Regions from separate parts of the Astyanax mexicanus genome. Here region 2 is linked to region 1. A link is a contact called in public Hi-C data. All regions are on one chromosome and are shown on one strand. The core of a region is the stretch at or near the end of the contact, and the rest is flanking DNA. Distances in the headings are between cores, read along the strand shown.

Region 1 (6,603 bases), core at 2,650-5,149:
CCTCATATGAGGACACCAGGCTCTCGTAGAGCGAAATTTAGTGTCTAGACAACCCAAAATGTGATGTCCACACAGGACCTAGGAGGATACACAATACCTCGACCAGCCGTAACATTAAAATTGTTTTTTGACAAGACAATGCAAAATCACATGCTGCACACATTACAAAGGCATGGCTGCAGAGGAAGAAGATGGTACAGGTCAATACTCCTATTGTGCCACAAATAGACGACTGAAGTCGTGCGTCATTCTGTAGTCCTCGTACGTTTAAGCGTTTTTTCTCTATGAGAAAAATGAATAGGGTTTTTAAAAACCTGCCTCTGTCTGTGGTAAATAAATCTGTTCAGACCTCTGTACGTTTTATTCTGTGTACATTTACCTCCTGAACATCACTGGATCCTCTGAATTATGAGATCGTTTAAGAGTCGTGATGAGAAAAATGCTAATTTTGAGCTAATGCTACAGCGCTGCAGTGAACTGACCTCACAGCGCAGCTGCAGAGATCGGCAGGGGACTCTTTTCGGCGCAACACCAGAGAACTCCGGCCGAAAGTTTACAGCGTATTAAACACAGCTGATCCAACTAATGAACTAACTGCCCTCTCTAAAGAGAGCTGAGAGTGTTACAGCAGAAACTCACTAACCCAGCAGCACAGAATTACCCGAGAACCAGCTTTAAACTCTGTAGCACGTTTTAATAATTACTGTCTTTATTATCCAGTGAAATGAATTAGAGATGTTTGGTGTTTCTGACTCGTTGATTTAGTACATTAAGCCACGTTAAGATTTGTCCTTATGATAGCTTTCTGTGGAAGAAAAAACACACACATTAAGCCTTTTTACATTAAGTATTTTAGACTCTATGGTTCTTAAGACTCTTTGGTTTTGGAGTAGCTCTGTCCTGCTAATGTCCTGCTGTATCACTTAGCTTCTCTTAGCGAGGGCAGATAGTTCGTTGATTAGTTAGTTGTTAGTTGTTTATTTGTGTCAGGTGTGCTATAATAAACTAATGACCATAATGACTCACACTGCTCAACCTCTTAGACACGGAAGCCCAAATACGGGCATAAACAACATGGTGCCCACTACAAAATCAAAATGACGAGACGACTACAGTGGTCTATTCTTCTTGATTTAATCTGAAGCATGGACTTTACAAGACCTCTAAAAGTGTCCTGTAATAATTGGAACACCAAGACTAACATACAAAGGCATGGCCATATTACATAGTATGTGCAGGGTTTATCTGATCCTGGACCAGTTGAAATTTGTCTCTGGACTGCCAGCAGTTTGGGAATGGCACAGATAGCGATTAACGTTCGATTTACATCAACATATTATCAGATAATGTCTTACGTCTTATTAGCTAATGCTAATTGGTTCTTTGGCTGATTGGCATAGTCGGCAGGATTTCTCAGTCTGTTTCCAAAGAAATCTTTCATTCACAGCGACACAAATCAACATGCCGCGCTGCCACTGATGCCAGGCGGCAGCCGCTAGGTGAGCTGGCACGCGAGTGAGGATGTCATCGCCGCTGCCAGCCTGTGCCGGGTTGCGTTAGCGGCATTTAATAATCGATTACAGCAGCAGGTAATCGAGGAACAAGTTGTTGAACTGAGATTGAGGTGTTTGTTTTGCTGTATTGTGACACAGATACACAGAAACCGTACAATAAGACTGTGAGATATGATCAGAATAATAGAGTTACAATAACAAACAATAACACTGTTGCATGCTGGGATTGTGAAATGCTATATACACTGTATGAAGGCTATTACAAAAGAGTTTATCCTACTCTACTGACCTGAAAAAAAAAGACTTTCTACTTGATTTAAGGGAGCATTGCTGTGAGGATTTGATCGTATTCAGTGATATGAGATGAAAAAATAATCCTCAACTCATTCAAAACTAAAAGTACTAGTTTTTTAATACCCATCTACTCTATCCAATAGATTTATATATAATAATTGACCTGCTCCAAAAAGTCCTATAATTAATAATTAATAAATAATAATAAATAATGATTCTATTATATTTATATTTAATTTATTTATATATAATTTATATATTTATATATAAATATATTTATTATTTCTTGAACAATTTATAGTGTGTAAATGTTTTTTTTTTTATTATTTTATTCGTGTTTTAGTTATTCAGGAGTTTTAAACATTATTATGATACAATCCCAAAATACATTATTTTATTATTGCGGTTAATTCTGGGATAATACATCACGCAAAAAATAAAAATAAATAAAAATAGCTTAAAAATAAGTTCTCACTTTTTTTAGCCTAATTATCCTCAAAATTAGGTTTATAATGTATTATATATATATATAAACCTATAAACCTAATATATATAAAATATATATATATTTATATAAACATCCTATGAGATGAATCTGTAGAGAGGGTGGGTCATGCAGCAGGACAATGACCCATAACACTCAATTTGTTCTACTAAAGAATGGTTTAAGAATAATAATAATAAAGTTAATGTTTTGGAATGGGGCCAAATTAAAGTCCTGGCATTAATAAAAAAAAAAAAATTAAGATAGTGTTTTCCTTTTATTTATTTTTTTCATTTATTTAGAATATCATTTTTATATTCCAAATACCCAATACACAAATGTTCTTATCAATAAAATGTCAATAATCTTTAAAAGTGTTAAATGTGCAATGCATAATTTTATTATTGAGGTTAATTCTATGGCAATACATCATGCAAGTAGTAAAAATAAAAATAGTTTAATTAGCCTCAAAATATAGTCTATAATGCATTATAACAGACCTCAAATAATGCAAAGAAAACAAGTTCATATTCATAAAGTTTTAAGAGTTCAGAAATCCAGAAATATTTGGTGGAAAAACCCTGGTTGTTTTTTTAATCACAGTTTTTATGCATCTTGGCATCATGTTCTCCTCCACCAGTCTTACACACTGCTTTTGGATAACTTTATGCTGCTTTACTCCTGGTGCAAAAATTCAAGCAGTTCCTCTTGATTATATTCCAGAGGTTTTTAATTGGTAAAAGGTAAAAAAAATGGTAAAATCAAAGAAACTCATCATTTTTAAGTAAAAATCCCAGTCACAACACTAGCACTGATTTACCCACAGTTCTGCAGGAGAACAGCACGTGCTGAAATTACTGCAAGTCATCCTAACCTCAGCTAGAGTGACTGAAGATCAATGTCCACAAATTATACAGACCACAAGTTACACAGCGCACCAATCACACAGCGCCACCTTCTGCAGGAGCCTGGAACTGCAGATTCAGGGCAAGGGTTACTGTATGATGACATCCCATAATAACAGAGTTACCTCACTGTTATTAAACACACGGTCATCACAGGCCACCAAACATAAATAAAAGGCGCATTTTAACTAAAATATTATGGATTTATAAAAAAAAAATAGTTAACAGCATAAATGAGATCGCACATTGCAAAATAAAAAATAAAAATACATTGCTGCAGGCATAAATATACATCGTAAATGGGTCAATATTTTCAATATAATGTGTTTTTTTGTGTTGAAACGTAGTTTAAATAGTTTAAATCAGTCGTTGTCAAACACTTCTTATTTTAGATTTTCTCTTAGTTCTTTATTTCTTTCATTATTTTTTATATATTTTAAATAGTTTTGTATTTTTAACTTATTTTTATTTAATTATTTTATCAGTATTATTATTATTATTATTATTATTATTTATTATTGTACTATGTAATACAGTACAGTACTGCACTGTAACTATCGATTAAAACTCAAGTTTTACTTTTTTCTATTTTTATTTTTTATTCACACACACACATACAGAAAGAGAATAGGAGAATGAGAGAGAAAGAGAGAGAGAGAGAAAGAAAGAGGGAGTGAGAAAGAGAGAGTGATCAAAAGAGACAGAAAGAAAGAGACAGAAAAACAGAGACATAGATAAAGGAAGAGAGAAAGATACAGAAAGAGAGAGAGAGAGTTTTACTTTTTTCTATTTTTCTATTTTATTCACTGTTATTTTAAATTTTCTTTTAATTTAAAATTATTAAATGTTTCCATCCATTACTTAATTTGTTCACCCTGTTATAATCCAATAAAGCATCCTCTGGCGCCACCTCTTGGACAGAAAAAGAGGTACAAGCACTTGGGTGACTATAAAAATAATCATAAATAAAATAAAAATACTAATTCTAGTGTATTACATTTACATTAAATGTGCTGATTTTTCACATAAAAACAGAATAATACAGTTAATACAGAGAAATGCTGAATACATGGACAAAAGTGTTGGGACACCTGTTGGTTCTTTGTTTTTTTCTGAAATGAAGGGTATTAAAAAGAGTGTATCCTGCTTTTGTTGGAGTAACTGTCTCTACTGACCTAAAAAGGGTTTCTACTAGATTTAAGTGCAGCATTGCTGTGAGAATTTGACTGTATTTAATCAAACGTGATGAAAAAGTAATACCGAACTCATCTCAAAACAAAACATCCAACAGGTTCACATTTATCTAGGTTCATTATTAATAATATAAAATAATAATAAATAAAATAAAAATATTAATTCTAGTGTATTACATTTACATTAAATGTGCTGATTCTTCACATAAAACCAGAATAATACAGTTTGAGAGAAATGCTGAATTTAAAGCCTGTTTTAAACCAGACCCTTTTCATTTAGTTACGATAACTTAACATTTTTAAAACAAGCTACATGGGACAAACCACTGGGTAATACTGCCTGTGTGCTTTATGTTTGAAAACAGAACAGAAAACATTCATTGATATTGCACCTCCGGTGTGCCTTATAGTCCAAAAAATACAGTATATTCTTGCAGTTTTTTATTATTTTATTATATCTTTTTATTAACACGATCTGGCCCACATCACCTCCATTCTTCACAATGATGCACTAATTTCCTATTCCCTCTGGGAGAATAAAGACTAGCATGCATTTCCACACCATTACATAAAACCCTATAATAAAACCCTATAATAAAGCCCTATAATAAAACCCTATAATAAAACCCTATAATAAAGCCCTATAATAAATCCCTATAATAAAACCCTATAATAAAGCCCTATAATAAAACCCTATAATAAAGCCCTATAATAAAGCCCTATAATAAAGCCCTATAATAAAACCCTATAATAAAACTCTATAGTAAAGCCCTATAATAAAACCCTATAATAAAGCCCTATAATAAGCCCTATAATAAAACTCTATAATAAAGCCCTATAATAAAACCCTATAATAAAGCCCTATAATAAAACCCTATAGTAAAGCCCTATAATAAAGCCCTATAATAAAGCCCTATAATAAAACCCTATAATAAAGCCCTATAATAAAACCCTATAATAAAGCCCTATAATAAAACCCTATAATAAAGCCCTATAATAAAACCCTATAATAAAACCCTATAATAAAACCCTATAATAAAACCCTATAATAAAGCCCTATAATAAAGCCCTATAATAAAACCCTATAATAAAACCCTATAATAAAACCCTATAATAAAGCCCTATAATAAAACCCTATAATAAAGCCCTATAATAAAACCCTATAATAAAACCCTATAATAAAACCCTATAATAAAGCCCTATAATAAAGCCCTATAATAAAACCCTATAATAAAACCCTATAATAAAACCCTATAATAAAACCCTATAATAAAGCCCTATAATAAAGCCCTATAATAAAACCCTATAATAAAGCCCTATAATAAAACCCTATAATAAAACCCTATAATAAAGCCCTATAATAAAACCCTATAATAAAACCCTATAATAAAGCCCTATAATAAAACCCTATAATAAAACCCTATAATAAAACCCTATAATAAAACCCTATAATAAAGCCCTATAATAAAACCCTATAATAAAACCCTATAATAAAGCCCTATAATAAAACCCTATAATAAAGCCCTATAATAAAGCCCTATAATAAAACCCTATAATAAAGCCCTATAATAAAACCCTATAATAAAACCCTATAATAAAGCCCTATAATAAAACCCTATAATAAAACCCTATAATAAAACCCTATAATAAAACCCTATAATAAAGCCCTATAATAAAACCCTATAATAAAGCCCTATAATAAAGCCCTATAATAAAACCCTATAATAAAGCCCTATAATAAAACCCTATAATAAAACCCTATAATAAAGCCCTATAATAAAACCCTATAATAAAACCCTATAATAAAGCCCTATAATAAAACCCTATAATAAAACCCTATAATAAAACCCTATAATAAAGCCCTATAATAAAACCCTATAATAAAACCCTATAATAAAGCCCTATAATAAAACCCTATAATAAAACCCTATAATAAAGCCATATAATAAAGCCCTAAAGAGAGGAAGAGAGAAAGAGAGAGACAGACACAGAAAGAGAGGCAATAGAGAAAGAGCGAGAGAGAAAGATAGAGAGAGATAAGGAAAGAAGGGGAGTAAGAGACAAAGAAAGAGAGAGAAAGATACAGAAAGAGAGAGGGGGAGAAAAAGAGATGGAGAAAGCGAGCAATATACAGAAACAGGGAAAAAAGACGGAGAAAGAGGAAAAGAGAGAGAGATATACAGAAAGAAAGAAACACAGAACTAGAGAGTGAG
Region 2 (6,498 bases), core at 53-2,552, 52 kb before region 1:
AAAATTATAGCAACTGCCTAGCAACCATTTAGCAACACCTTATGAGCCATTTGGATTACCTAAGCAACAGCATAGCACCCCTTCTGCAGCCACCTGGGATTCCATAGCAAGTGGCAACTAATCAACTAATTGGCAATACCTTAGACAGTACCACAGATCTTATAGCAACTACCTAGCAACAGCTTGGCATGCCCTGGAATACCACAGCCACAACTTAACAACACCTTAACAACCCTTTTGATAAACCATAGCAACAGCATAGCACCCAGTTAGAAACACATGCATGTTCCATAGCAACTGCCTACCAACTCCTTAGCAACCACTTGGTAAACCATAGCAACAGCATAGCAACCAGGCAGGAAGGACCTGGTATACCATAGCAACTGCCTGGCAACACCTTTGCAACCACCTCAGAAATTATAGCAACTGCCTTAGCAACTACCCACCAGATATTATATTCACGTTTTCATGGCTATTTAAGATGTTAATCTGTTAACCCTCTTTTTTAAACAATATTTGGTGTTTTTACAATATACTTTTACAATATGATATTTTTTATTTATTTTTTTTTTTGTCGAAAAAAATATATTTTTTATTTTTTTTTATTTTCCTTAAATGCCATCGTAGTTTACTGCAAGATTTTTTTGACTACATTTTGTATTTTTATTTATTTTATTTCTTTATTGTTTTATCATTCTTTATTCTTTTTCTTCATTTTTCTTTTAGATTTGTAACATTTGTGTTATGTGAACTTGTGTTGTGCAACTAGGTTTATATATTCAGTGTTTTAAAACAGCTTTTCATAACTTCAGTACTTTACTTAGCGTAAAAAGCACTAAAATGTGGTGCATTGTGTTTAATCTGGCAGCTGTAATTTACGCAAAATACGTTTAAAACGCGTAAATATGCTAAATCATAACTTTTGTATTTTACTGATTTATTCCCACCAATGAACAGCGCGAAGCGGCATGCCTGGGCAAAGACAGAGAGCTCGTGACCGGGCATGGATACAAGTCACGCCCCACCACTGCAACGAGCCAATGAGAGACGTCTCCTCTTGTTGCCACGCGCGCTGACTTGCTGCGACCACCAATCACAGCGCCGCTTGAAAAAAAAATAAACCCTCATTATAATACGCCCTTCGCAGGAGTCCAGAGCCTGAAACTGGAGTAAGCGGTAAACTGTTGAAGCTGAAGATGATTTAAATACATCCAATCAGGATTAATATTCTTTTTTGCTCTGGTATCTTTGTTTGCATACAGCCAATCAGGATTAGCATGCAAATTTAGAGCGTCGATCCTAATTTGCGTACAGCCAATCAGCGGGAGATATGCAGATTTTGACAGCTCTGAGAAGGATCTTTATCTGTATGTTCTCAGAGCCGCGCAGGAACAGAACGATCTAACCGGCGAAAAGAGCAGAAACGAGCTAAAAACAGCGTATTTTACCGGCTAGTTTGGACCTTTTAGATCGGATTTACCTCAATCCGTGCTGGATTATACGAGAAACATGACTTTTGAGGACTTTAACGGAGAATATCCTGTGGAAAAGTGAGTAAATGTGTCTTTTTCCGTTAATATTTCGCGTGCACGCGCCGTTTTAAAGCAGTGCAATGTGTTTAGCAAGCTAATTAATCAATATTTCTAAATTGTGAGATAAATGTATTGCTTTTTACTAGAAAAATAAGGTTTATTTAAGCCTTTTAGCTACTTACAACCTATTTAACTTGCTTTACCTTCATTACTATCTAGTTATTTAGCTAACTAACCACTTTAGCAACCTAGTTTATTACCTAGTTAACTAAAAGTTAGCTAAAATAACAGGTTTCCTTGGTTAAGGTATCTTGTTGCCATAGTTACTTAACTTAAGTTTATATTAGCAAGTTTACATATTTATGTGCATGCAAAACAATAGGTTTGGTTGGGTATTTTTTTTTGCTGTTTTGGTGGTTGGTGTGGTGTAGTGGATAACACCACCACCTGACAGTGAGCTACTATGTGGGAGACTAGGTTTCAATTCCCGTTCTGGGTGACTATGCTATGCTATGCTATGTATTTTGTAATTTGGGGAATTTTTTAATTGCAAAACTAACTAGAATTTGTAGTTAGTTCACAAAATTATATTTTGCATTATGCATTTTTTATGTTTTTGCATTGTGCATGCAGCTATAGCTGTATATATGTATTTATACACATTTTACCTGCATGACAATTAGGGATGCACAATAATATCAGAATTATATCAGTATTGGCGATATAATTCTATTTATTTTTTATTTTTATTTTTTCAATATAGTTCCGAATATCAATATGGACCACGCACTCAAGTTCAAAAATTGAAATTTCACAATGCACAATTTATCGCAATATTTTGGCATGCAGACAAAATGTTTTACTAGCGTTAGGTTTAAATTGCTATTTAAATACCTTCTAATGCAAAACATAGAGATTTATAGTCTTTTTTTTTGCTGCACGTCATCAAATTAATTAAACAAGATTTTTTTTAATACTCTTTAATGAAATCTACAGCTGGGGCATCGATCATCAATATGCATATTAAAGCATATTTTCAATATGATAAAATATATCGGTAGGTCATAATTGCCCAGCTCTTTGGCTGATATTTCAAACTGATACTTGCTGACGTATTTATTGTAAAAGCTAGTTTTAATTATTTGTATTAGTTTTAAAGTTATCTTTAATGTGTCTAATCTCTCTGTAAATGTTTAATATCGATATCGGCATCTGCTCAGAATACCCACATCGGTGCATCCCTTATGACATCATCATCTTTTTAACCTTTTAAAAGCATTTATCTTTAACCAAATTGACTAGGAATATATAGGAATGTTTGAAGGAAGTTGTGTTAAACAGAATCCAGTGTTCTAGTTGTTGGAGATACAGTATCTCACGTGCTCTAAACAATATGTTTTTCCTGTATGTACTGTATTTACTGTAACATGAATCATAAACTGGCTTGTTTTTATTAGCTAAGATTAATTATTTAAAGCACTTGCTTCCTTCTTCTTCTTCATCAGACGTAATGTTCCTCATTGGTGCTCCAGCATGTATCTAGTTAAAGCTATCTAGTGCACGTGCATTTTTATATAATTATTACCCCAATGTTCCTCATCTTGTGCTTTCTGCTTGTGGTATTTCAGGATTGATTTTTTCTGCACAATAACTCAAGTTCACAGTTTTATCTTCTTATTTCAGGATGGATTCTGTGTCCAAAGCTCTGGAGGAGGTCCTCAGTGCAGCTTTGCTCCAAGGCTGCATCACAGTTGGAGTTTATGAAGCGGCGAAGTCGCTAAATGTGTAAGTTGGCATCAAATAAAGTGATAAAGAAACTGAGATTTAGAAGGGAATAAACAGAGTTGTAAAGTAACTCAATACAAATACACTATCTACACTTTACTGGAGTAATTATTGGTTAGCTTCTAAATTTAAAAATAGCCTCGTTATGTGCAGAGAAAAAAATGCCCTCCATCAAGACCTAAAACAAACTTAAAGAAACATAGTAATGGCCCAGTGCATCTCTAGTTGCTTAACTTTAGTGTCTTTAGTGTTCGTGTTGCCTCAGCCTTCCTCTCACCATCAGCGTATCTCTCGAGTGAAGGCTGAGGCAGGGTCTTTTTGCTGGTTCAATGCGGGCCAGCTGGGACAGACCGGGGCTGCACGTCATGGTGTGGGGGGGACACGTTTCCCCTGCCTCCACACTTTGCAATGTGAATGTATATATAGTACACAAGCTGGAACGTTTTAGGTTCCAAAATTAGGTGCGTAAATAGGAATGGAAAGTTTATTGTCTTTAAAAGGGTTAATTCTTTTGTTACGATTAGGCCTGTCACAATAATTACATTAACGACTTATCGTACAATATATTGGCATAAACTCAATTATTTTACTTATCGAGAAAGGCCCATAAATGTAATGGCCTAAGCTTTCGTTCTTAATGTTAGCATTAGCATTTTTCCCCTTACATTACTTTCACTTTATATTTTAAGTAGTTTTGAAACCAGTACTTTTTTAAACACTTTTACTTAAAGAGTAAAAAGCTTGAGTTGATACTTCAAGTTCAACAGAAGTATTTTTATTTTAAACCCTAGTATCTACAGTATACTTCTACCTCAACCAATCCATTAATCAATCAACCTTTATTTAAACTCAGAGTACAGTGATAAAAATAAAAACAGCATAAAATAAAAACAGCATTAGAAAAAATTAAATCAAATAAAAACAGCATAAGACAGATGAATAAATAAAACTAAACATAAACACATAAAATACTAAAATATAAATAACTATAATTTAGCAACAACTAAAAAAAAAAATAAAAGAAAAGGAACAAACCAAGATTAAATACAAAGTTAACTAAAAAAAATTGAGTGACACCAGTGAGCTGAGTTTTAGTGATTCCTGTAGTGAATTCCAGCTTACTGGTGCTGCTCTGTAGCTAAAAGCAGTTTTTCCCAGAGATTTTTCTACCTACAAAGTAATAATCAGAGATATGTTTATGTTAAATGAGTGTTTGCTTGTTGTTTGGTGCTCAGGGACCCTGATAACGTGGTGCTCTGCATCCTGTCCACCGACGACGAGGACGTTAAAGACGTGGCTCTTCAGATTCACTTCACTTTAATCCAGGCGTTCTGCTGTGAGAACTACATCGACATCCTGCGGGTGAAGAGCACCAGACGCCTGGCCGAGATCCTCGGAGGAGGAGGAGGAGGAGGAGGGAAGCCTGGAGGAGAGCAGATGGACTTCCACTGCGTCCTGGTCACTGTGAGTAATAATACCATTGATTAATTAATGTATTAATTGGTTAATTGGTTGATTGGTCAATTGGTATGATTGACACATATGTATTGCAAGGTAGCTCTAGTTTGCAAACATTTCAATTTCCAAAAAGTGTGAAACTACCTTTAAAAGTAAAAATAAATAAATAAATAAATAAATTATCCACTAATTAATATATGATTGATTGATGTATTAATTGGTTAATTGATTGGTTAATAGACAGATATGTATTGCAAAGTAGCTCTAGTCTTCAAACATTTCCATTAAAAAAAAAAAACACCTGCAAAAAGTAACATAAAACTACCTTTAAAAGTTAAACGATTACGTTTTTTATTTACTGACTAATTTACTGATTGATTCATTCATTCATTCATTCATTAATCAATATATTGCTAGGTAGCTTTAGTCAGCAAACTATAAACATCTAACACCCACAAAAAGTACACAACTAATATGAAACTGCCTTTAAAATAAACCATTTAATATTTTATTAACTGATTAATTTATTATTGATCGATCGATAGATACCTGTTAACAGGTAGCACTAGTCGGCAAACGATACATTTCCAACATCTACAAAAGGTTTAAAAATAAACCATTACATTTTTTATTCAGTAATTAATGTATTTATTTATTGAATGATTGATTGGTATTAAATGGTTAATTGATTGATTATGATATACAGATACGTATTGCAAGGCAGCTCTAATCTGCAAACATTTCCATTAAAAAAAAAAACATCTACAAAAAATACACAATTAGTGTAAAACTGCCTTTTAAAGTAAACCAGTTAATTTTTGAATTACTGATTGATTGATTGATTGATTGATTGATTGATTGATTGATTGATTGATTAATCGCTTGATACCTGTTGCTAGGTAGCTCTAGTCTGCAAACTATAAACTTCCAGCATCTACAAAAGGAACACAACTAATGTTAAACTGTCTTTGTAAATAAACCATTTTATTTCTTATTTACTGATTAATTGATGGATTGATGTATTCGTTAGTTAATTGATTTAACTAACAACACTTGCAAGAAGTACACAACTAAAACTGTAAAAACTGCCTTTGAAAGTAAACCAAAAAAGCTTATTTGTTTATTTTTTTGTTTATTCATTGACTAATTAATTGATTAATTGATTGATTGATTGATTGATTGGCGACTGCGAGATTTAGAGTAGCCGCACACTTACACCAACCCTTACTATAAGTGTGAGCTGTGAGTGTGAGCAGGTGTGAATGTAGGGCAGGAGGCTGAAGGGCACAGAACATGTCCCGACATGTCCTTTAACACTGAGCCCACACTAAACACACTCAACACACTCAACACTTTGAGCCTGAGTAGCCCTAAAAATAGCGTGTTTATTACATAATCGTATTAAATCTAGTAATTCGCTCCAAAAAGAAAACTATATAAATTTACTAAGTGTTAAATTCAGTGAATAATTCTTTGGAAATGTACAAATTATTATTAGTTTGGATATTTCAAACTGATGCTTGCTAACACACACATATATATATATATATATATATTGAATTAATTGTGCAACACTCTCCGCACTACTACAATTAGCCAACACTGGTTGCTTTCCTTTAAAATTCATTGATTTAAGCTAATTTTAATTGTTATTATGAGTTTTAAAGTTATAAACTAACATACTGGGGTCTCTTTGTAGTCTCTCTGTAACCTTTTAAATCTT

The links. A called contact is a pair of places that touch in the nucleus more often than the background predicts.
Region 2: a contact with region 1 is called in a Hi-C map of muscle, with 19 times the contacts expected there. The contact joins the promoter of gadd45aa here to the enhancer-like site in region 1. A contact is called at or near these places in 2 of 3 Hi-C or Micro-C datasets (both in muscle).

Annotation. Positions count from the first base shown.
Region 1 is chr4:55,384,732-55,391,334 of AstMex3_surface, reverse strand. All of the region lies in intron 1 of gng12a (guanine nucleotide binding protein (G protein), gamma 12a), which reads right to left. The region is part of intron 1 of LOC125801079 (a long non-coding RNA gene); the gene reads right to left. Among protein-coding and RNA genes, the nearest start is that of gng12a, 10 kb to the right of the region's middle. Within about 2 kb of position 3,899, the one cell type or tissue checked has an H3K27ac peak away from gene starts, as active enhancers do.
Region 2 is chr4:55,434,120-55,440,617 of AstMex3_surface, reverse strand. gadd45aa (growth arrest and DNA-damage-inducible, alpha, a) reads left to right here and starts at 1,302. Exons shown (of 4, transcript XM_049476716.1): 1 at 1,302-1,550; 2 at 3,216-3,317; 3 at 4,553-4,781. The coding sequence starts at 1,510.